2 separate regions of the Hordeum vulgare genome follow, and region 2 is linked to region 1. The links are chromatin contacts, called in public Hi-C maps. All regions are on one chromosome and are shown on one strand. The core of a region is the stretch at or near the end of the contact, and the rest is flanking DNA. Distances in the headings are between cores, read along the strand shown. Region 1 has its middle 26 kb from the start of LOC123396721. Region 2 has its middle 30 kb from the start of LOC123396728.

Region 1 (3,948 bases), core at 884-3,383:
TGTTGACTTTGTACTACAAATGAAAATTTTATCTTAGCATGTGAATCAGCCATTTGAAATAATGTTGATCAAATATTTTAAAATTGAAAATATGTCTAGAAAAATGTTCACTACGTATTGAAAAATGACAAACTATTTTTATCATTTATATTAATTTAGTTAAGTAACCAAAATGGAAATATAATGGAATAAGTCAAATAAAAAATAAATATTTCAATATCAGAGTAGAAAAAAGAAATAAAACCGCAGAAAACAGAAAAGGTAAGAAATAACAAACAAGACCGGCTCCGATTGCCTCTAGTAGGAGTGGTTAGCTGTGCTAGCGATCTCGCTGGAAACAACGGATCGATCACATGTTCTCCCCATTTTCAATTATTTCCTTCAATGTAGACGCGTATTGGCCAGCCCAAATATTATAGATGCTTCAGCGAGGATTTCCACGGTCTTGCCTCATGCGAGATATAGTCGCTGCACCGAGGCGGCGCATACCCCCGTCGCCCACTCAATTTTGTGTGGGTCGCTCCATAAAGAGTTTAATAATGCTGATCGAGTATTTGAAAAATGCAAATGTCTGTATAAAAATTATTATAAATGTATGAAAAAAATTGAATTTATTTTATCAAGTACATAAATATGATAATCAACCATTTCAGAGAATCTTGGACGAGTATTTGACATATATTGAATAAGCATTTGAAAAGGGTTAAATGTCTATAAAATGATATTGACTATGTTTTTAGAAATGAAAATTTTATTTTATCATTTATATAAAAATGTGAATCAATCATTTGAAAAAATTCTGATCAAGTATTTGAAAAATAATAAATGTTTATAGAAAAACTGTTGACTATGTATTAAAAAATGATAAACTATTTTTCTCATGTATATGAATATATAAATTAAGCATTTAAAAAAGAAAATAATGAACTAAATCAAAGAAAAAAAAGAAGTGAAACCGAAGAAAACGAAATAGTTAGAAAAAGCTGGGAAGGCCGGCAACGATTGCCTCTAGTAAGTTGCGATCCTACTACTAACCACTAAGGCTATGTTTGATTGCAAAGTATAAAAAACACAAAGTATTGAAAAACTACAGTATTTTTGCCAATAGGTACAAAATACCATAATTTTAATATATCCCAGAACAAGATAGGTTGTTATTTCACATGCTGAGTGCTTCTTTTTTTTAGACAGAGAAAATATTGTGGTTTTGCAAAAAAAATTGGAAAACGTTTGAGCCGGCGAGTCGGCCGAACCGTTCGGCTGGTCACACGCGACGCGCGCTGGTCTGGCCCAGTCATGCAGCATTTTTTGTCCAGATTTTCTGTAACCGGCGTTTAAATTTGCTACAAGCTTTTCCCATTTGCTACAATTTATTCATTAAAAAAGTTATATCCACGTTTGCTTGCAACCGACTTCATCGAATATTTTCGTTACAACTGATGTTTGATTTTTACTACAACCGGTGTTAGTTTTTGCTACAACCGATATTACTTTTTGCTGCAACCGTTCACTAAAAAAGTTGCATACACGTTCGTCAGAGTTGTAACCCGAGTTCACCGAATTGTTTTGCTACAACCCACATTTTTTGATTTGCTACCACGCATCATCAACATCGTTTTTTTTTTGCTATGTTCACATTGATATTTTCTGCTATAACCATATTTTTGCTACATTCTCGGCCAAAATTTGCTACATCGTTGTTTATTTTTGTTTTAGTCAATGATTTTTGCTGCATGGACAGATCGGACGGTCAAACCAGATTTGATCGAGCGGATCGGGCGGTTCAAGTGCGGTCGGATGAAAGTTTGGATCGATGCGACAGCGTAGAGCAGTGCCTAAAAATGTAGCAATAATAATACAGTTTTTAGTTATAGCCAAACAGCCCACTGTAATTAAAACTGTAGCAATTAGAAAAACTGTAGTATTCTCGAAATACATAGAAAATACTGAGCTATCAAACAGGGCCTAACTGGAAGTGGGTGGAGCGGTTAGCTGTGCCGGTGATCTCCCTGGAAACGAGGGATTGATCACATGTTCTCCCCCTTTTCAATTATTTCCTTCAATGTACACGGGGATGGGCCAGCTTAAATATTATCGATTCTTCAGCGAGGATTTCTAGGGCCTCGCTGCATACAAGATATAGTCATGTTGCGTCGAGGCGGCGAATATCCCCCTCACTCACTCGATTTTGTGTGGGCCGGTCCATTAAGAGGTTACCACTTTAGTTTAGTTTATTCGCTAGTTTGGGAAGCTTCCAGCCGGTTACGGAAAGCTTCTCGAAACTCCTGATGAGCTTTTAGTTTACCTTATTGCTCGGTTTTTCACTCCTTTCAGCTTTTATTTCTTTTCTTATTGTTTGTTTTCGTTTTCCTTTATTTATTTTGGCTTTGTTATTCTTCTAGTTTCTGTATTTTTTATTCCCTTTCTTCTTGTTCCTTTTTTATTTATTTTTGCAAAATACATGCACTTTTTTAATCCAAATCTGGAAGAAGAACCAAAAAAACAATTTTGTGAGTTCTGACGGAAATCTTGTTACATTTTTTCTCAAAATTACCGAAATATTTCGATTTCTTGAGCAGTTTTAGAACCTGCTTACTTTAAAAAAAATCTGGTGAACTTTTTCTGAATTCATGAAGTTCTTTTAAATTCGTCATCCTCTCATAAATGATCACTGGACTTTTGTTCCAGTTTCGTGAAATGTTTTCCAAAATTGACAAACTTGTTTCAGTTTTATGATTTTTTTATCAAAACATGATGGCTAGTTTGAATCAGTAAAGTTTTTTTTTCAAATATGTAAGATTTTTCAAAAAAATCACGAAATGAAATATATTTTTACAGCTTCAGTTTTAGAAAATTTCAAATAGCCAATGGTTGACCGGTAAACCATCGAGTGATCGAATGAAGGAATGGCTCATGTCACCGAGGAAGTGCGACTGCTTTTCGTATTTAGAGCTGCAGGCACTGGTTTCTATCTTACGGTCAGTCGTGTGACGAGCTAACCACTTCACCGTCCGTTGTTAGCTGCACAGTTGCTGCTTCTTCCACTCTTTTCCTTACGTCTTTTCCTTTTTCCTATTTTATCACTTATTGTTTTTAAAAAAAATTCAACTTTTTTATTCAAAATAGTTTTGTTCTTTTTGTGATTTGATCCCTCGACGGTTTTGTTCTTCTTTAAAAAAAATAGATGAACTTTTTTCAAATGTAATAATTTAATTTTTTAAATTCATTGAACTTTTTCTTGGGTTCTGTTTTTTTTCAAATTCGATGATTTTTTTTTCAAATTTTATGAACTTTTTCCCGATTTAATGATTTTTTTTCCCGAATTATGTGAACTTTTAATAATTTCAACGTGAAAAAATTAATCAAATTTGAAATTTTTTGAGTAAATTCGAAAAAGTTCACATTTTGTCTAGCGCTGAAGGCATCAAAACGGAGATCCCGCTAGGAACGTGAGTGAGGCAGTATTCTCTTTTATTTTAGGATCCCGTGGCAGTATTGTCCCGACCCAGGTTCCCGCACAAGCTTGTTTGTTCCTATGTTTTTCCATTTGTTTGATTCTTTTACTTCTTTCTTATCTTCATATTTTTGAAACGAATTTCAAATACATATAATCAAAAATTAAATTTTAGTTTTCGTAATTGAAGCTGTGTATTGGAAAATTAGTAACATGGTATAAAAAATTATTAGCACAGTTTTAAAAAATGTTGATGCTAATAAATTTCAAAACGAATGTTCATGAACTTGAAACCAACTTTCATGTTTCAGAAAAATGTATGCAGTTCTTTTAAATGTATAGACAATGTAAAAAAGAATGTCTGCATAATGTAAAAATATGTATTTAGTACCATTAAAATATGAATGCGACACTTTAGAGATATATTCCCGCTTTCTCAACAAATTGTGATATTAAACAAAATTGTGTAGTTTAAATATTTATTTGCATTAAAA
Region 2 (3,948 bases), core at 696-3,195, 270 kb before region 1:
TCTTAGACCTGATGCTCTGATCCGAGCAAGGCAAACTCATATTCACTGGATGATGGAGGAAGGAAGGCAGTGCTAGTATTCTCAAGTGAGGTTGGATGATGGAGGAAGGCAGTCCAATGCCTCCTTTTATAGACTTAGATGACCAGGAAGATGGCGGGAAAACGAGGAGGGAAATGAGGCGGGAAAGATTTGGCGGGAAATAAGAGGGTAAATAGTTGGCGGGAAAGGTGGCGGGAAAATAAACGGGAAAAATTAGGCGGGAAAGGTGGTGCGAAAAATTAGGCGGGAATGGAGACGTGGAAATATTTGCGGCAACGGAGGAGGGAACAAAATGGCGTGGCCGATTGGGGGAATATGGGCAGGAAATGGAGTAGGCAAAATAGCTAACGTTCAAAATACACATAAGTTTCTTACATAAAATATCATCACGAGTGAGACGGATAGTTTGGATGCCCTCCTCCTTACACAACATAAAATATCATCGCGAGTGAGACGTTCAAAATACACATAAGTTTCTTACATAAACGTGGAAATGGAATATTTTTTGTGTGCGGGGAGAAATAAGGAGAAGAAATAGAGAAAGGAGATAAGGTAGAATGGGAGGAGGGAGATAAGAAATAGAGAAAGGACAAGGAAGGAATAGCAAAGAGAGGGGGGAAGGGCAGGGCTGGGGCTGGCTCGTGGCCACTACTCGGCCACGGCTAGGCCGAATGCCCTATCGGCTTCCCCAAAGCCGAGTGGCAGTGGCCGGCCACTAATCGGCTTCCACGTGGCCGAGAGCCCCCTGTCGGCCTCGCCAAAGCCGACAGCCTCCTGTCGGCCGCAGCAAAGCCGACAGCCTCCAGTCGGCTACAGGATGGCCGAGGCAGGTATACTTTTGGAAATTTCGAATTCGATGCATTTTTTTTCAAAAAGAATAAAAAATGCATATTAAAAAAAATAGCGACTATATGGCCGTCCTATACGGCGTTGCACGCGCCCATTCCCGTTTCTAGCGCCTGCAGCGTCCCATACTGGGTCATCCCAATAACCTTTAACTTCAATGAGAAAGAAGAAAAATAAATAAAAAGAAATAATAATTTAGAAAAGTTCATTAATTTTCAAATATTTTATAAATTGTTTATAAAGTCAACCTAATTACAAAAAAACTCACTTATTTTCAAAAACGTTCATCAAATTTGAAAAATGTTAATAACATTTTTTAAGTTCATCGAATTTAAAAAACGTTCACCAAATTTGAAAAAAAGTTCATCCAAATTTATAAAAATTCAACATGTTTTAAAATAGTTCGTCAAATTTGAAAAAAAGTTCACAGATTTTGAAAAATGTTCACGAATTTTAAAATATGTTCACTGATTTTCAAACAAAGTTCACCAATTTAAAAAAAAAGTTCATTGATTTAAAAAAAAGTTCATCAATTTCAAAAAAAGTTCACAGATTTTAAATTATGTCTGTGGATTTTCAAAAATGCTCACAAATTTCGAAAAAAGGTTCATAGATATGGAAAAAAGTTCAAGAAAAAATTCATGAACTTTTTAAATTTGAAGAAATACAAATAAATATGAAAAAGTTCATAAAAAGTAAAAAAAATCATGTAGTTTTCAAACAAAAAGTTCGTCAATTAGAAAAAGAAATCACATATTTTCGGACACTTCATCAAACAAGTGGAGAAAAATAAGAAAAAAATCAACAAAAAAAGGTAAACGAAAGAAAAGGAATCAATGTTTAATAAATGATTTATTGGTTCAAACATTAGCATAACCGTGCTCATTGCTTTTATGGTTACAGCAGGAAACTTCGACCAAGTAAGAATCCTACTCCCTTTCTCTTTTTTCTCTTTTAATTTAAAAGGAAAAAAGCAATATGGGCCAAGCCCAAGTAGGTGCGCCCTGCAGGTGCCCGTCGGCCGACGGGCGCATATGCGCCAAATAGGAATTGCCGCGACTATATCTTGCATCACACGAGGCGGAGCCAGGTCTCACTTAAGGAGCACGCCAATAGGCCCGCCAAGTGCCCGGGAGGCCACTGCGTCGTTTTTTTAATTTGTTTTTCGTTTTGTGATTTCCTTTTTCTTACTTTCTTTCACACTTTCAAATATTCTGAAAAATATTTCAAAAATACACATTACATATTTTTTTGAAAATTATTATTCATGCATTTAAAAAATGTTAAAATATATCCAGTATGTGTGGAAACTTTTGATCATGTACTTCAATAATGTGAATATGGATTTGGAAAATATATTTTAAAAGTTTTTAAATTATATATTGAAACATTTTAAAACTGTTAAATGTGTTTAGTAAAAATGTTGACCAGATATGCAATAAATATTATTCTTGTGTTGTATTCAAGAAAATGTTAAATAATTATTCAAAAATGTTAAATGTGTATAGAACAAATGTTGTAAACGTATACTAAAAATATTAACCTTCTGTTGTATTCAAAAGATGTTAACCAAGTATTTCAAAAATATTAATTAGGCACTTGAAAATGTTAAATGTGCATAAAAACTGTTGACCCTGTCTAAAAAGTGTTAACCTTGTAATCTTTTTAAAATGTGTTACACTTCTATTTGAAAAATGTAACTCAAGCATTCACAAAATGTTAAATGTCTAAATAAAAATGTTGACTATGTATGAAAAAACATTAAGTTGTATGTTAAAAATATAAACAAACATTAGAAAAATATTAAATGTGTATATCTAAATGTTGACCAGGTATTCAAAAAATGGTGGTATTGTATTTGAAAAAAATTTAAACGCCTGTTAGTGAAGTGTATTATATATATACCAAAAATATGTATATAGAAACAGCTAAATACTATGAAATTCTAGAAAGAAATAAGGGAAATAATCCCCCTCAACCGACCGATCATTGTGTGATCGTCCATCGCCTCCATATCCATTGGATGGGCTCGTAATCGGGAGCCAAGCATGTTCACCCTTTGTAACTCGTTCATTTTTTCAGAAGGGGTTCTGCAACTAACCCCTTGTTGCAAATCGACCAAACTAGATTCTGCAGTGGCCCATGTTACAAAATAATATTCTGCAACAGAACCCATGATGTAATTTATTTTTCCGTAACATGACCCATGTTGCAAAATAAATAAATTTGTAACACAATCTATGTTACAAAAAATCAAAAACATAACTTATGTTGCAAATGGTTTTGCAACACAAGCTCTATTGCAAAGTACATACTACATTTGACAGATGAATTATTTTAAATCTAACGGCTCATCAGGCGGCGGATCTTTTAAAAGGATCCGTCGACCGAAGTGTAGCATGCCCCAATGAATAAACAAAGCCGAATGAAAAAAGAAAACAAAAAAAACCTGATGAAAAATAAAGAAAAAGAAAACCCAGAAAAAACTGGTGGAGAAAGCTGGCTCTCTTCCGTCAAGTATGTCATGCCTCCTGCTCTTCGATGTACACAATAGTAGCTGAGTGGCTATCAGATGTGCGCAACATCAAGTAGAGATGGGATTGATCCCTGGTGCTCCCTTTTTTTCTTATCCCTTTCTCCTTTTTTTATGCAGGGGGCGGAGTTGCATCTGCAACTATCTTATTGCACCGTTGCTAGTTTAACCTGATGCATTCATACACATGTTTGATCCGAATGTTACACTAGCAATAAAAAAAACAAGTTAAGCATGTTGTCTATATACCAGGGTAGCTACATGCAGCTCCGCTCCTATTTTTGAGGGGGTGTGTTCGATAACCGAGCTGGCATGTTGATGTGAATGCTTCAGCCATATCTTTAGGCGAGATATAGCTCTCACATCCATTTGACGTTTACCAGACATCAAATAGCATTGTCGTCCTAGTCGTCTATGCGGTTAACCCTATGTCTCACTTTAGGCAAGACAGAAGGACGTGTCGCTTCAAGCGAGCCGGTATTGTCCCGGCACAGTAAGTCTCACCCCGCAGATGTTGCCCATTTTTTATT

The links. Hi-C and Micro-C count contacts between places; a contact is called where the count stands out from the background.
Region 2: a Hi-C map of leaf shows a contact between it and region 1, with 2.6 times the contacts expected there. The contact joins two enhancer-like sites. A contact is called at or near these places in 3 of 6 Hi-C or Micro-C datasets (leaf and seedling).

The regions. Positions count from the first base shown.
Region 1 is chr5H:495,972,481-495,976,428 of MorexV3_pseudomolecules_assembly, reverse strand. No RefSeq gene overlaps it. Among protein-coding and RNA genes, the nearest start is that of LOC123396721, 26 kb to the right of the region's middle. Within about 2 kb of position 2,133, at least 2 of the 3 cell types and tissues checked have open chromatin away from gene starts, as enhancers often do. A contact at or near this core is called in leaf, where this site is marked.
Region 2 is chr5H:496,241,303-496,245,250 of MorexV3_pseudomolecules_assembly, reverse strand. No RefSeq gene overlaps it. Among protein-coding and RNA genes, the nearest start is that of LOC123396728, 30 kb to the right of the region's middle. Within about 2 kb of position 1,945, at least 2 of the 3 cell types and tissues checked have open chromatin away from gene starts, as enhancers often do. A contact at or near this core is called in leaf, where this site is marked.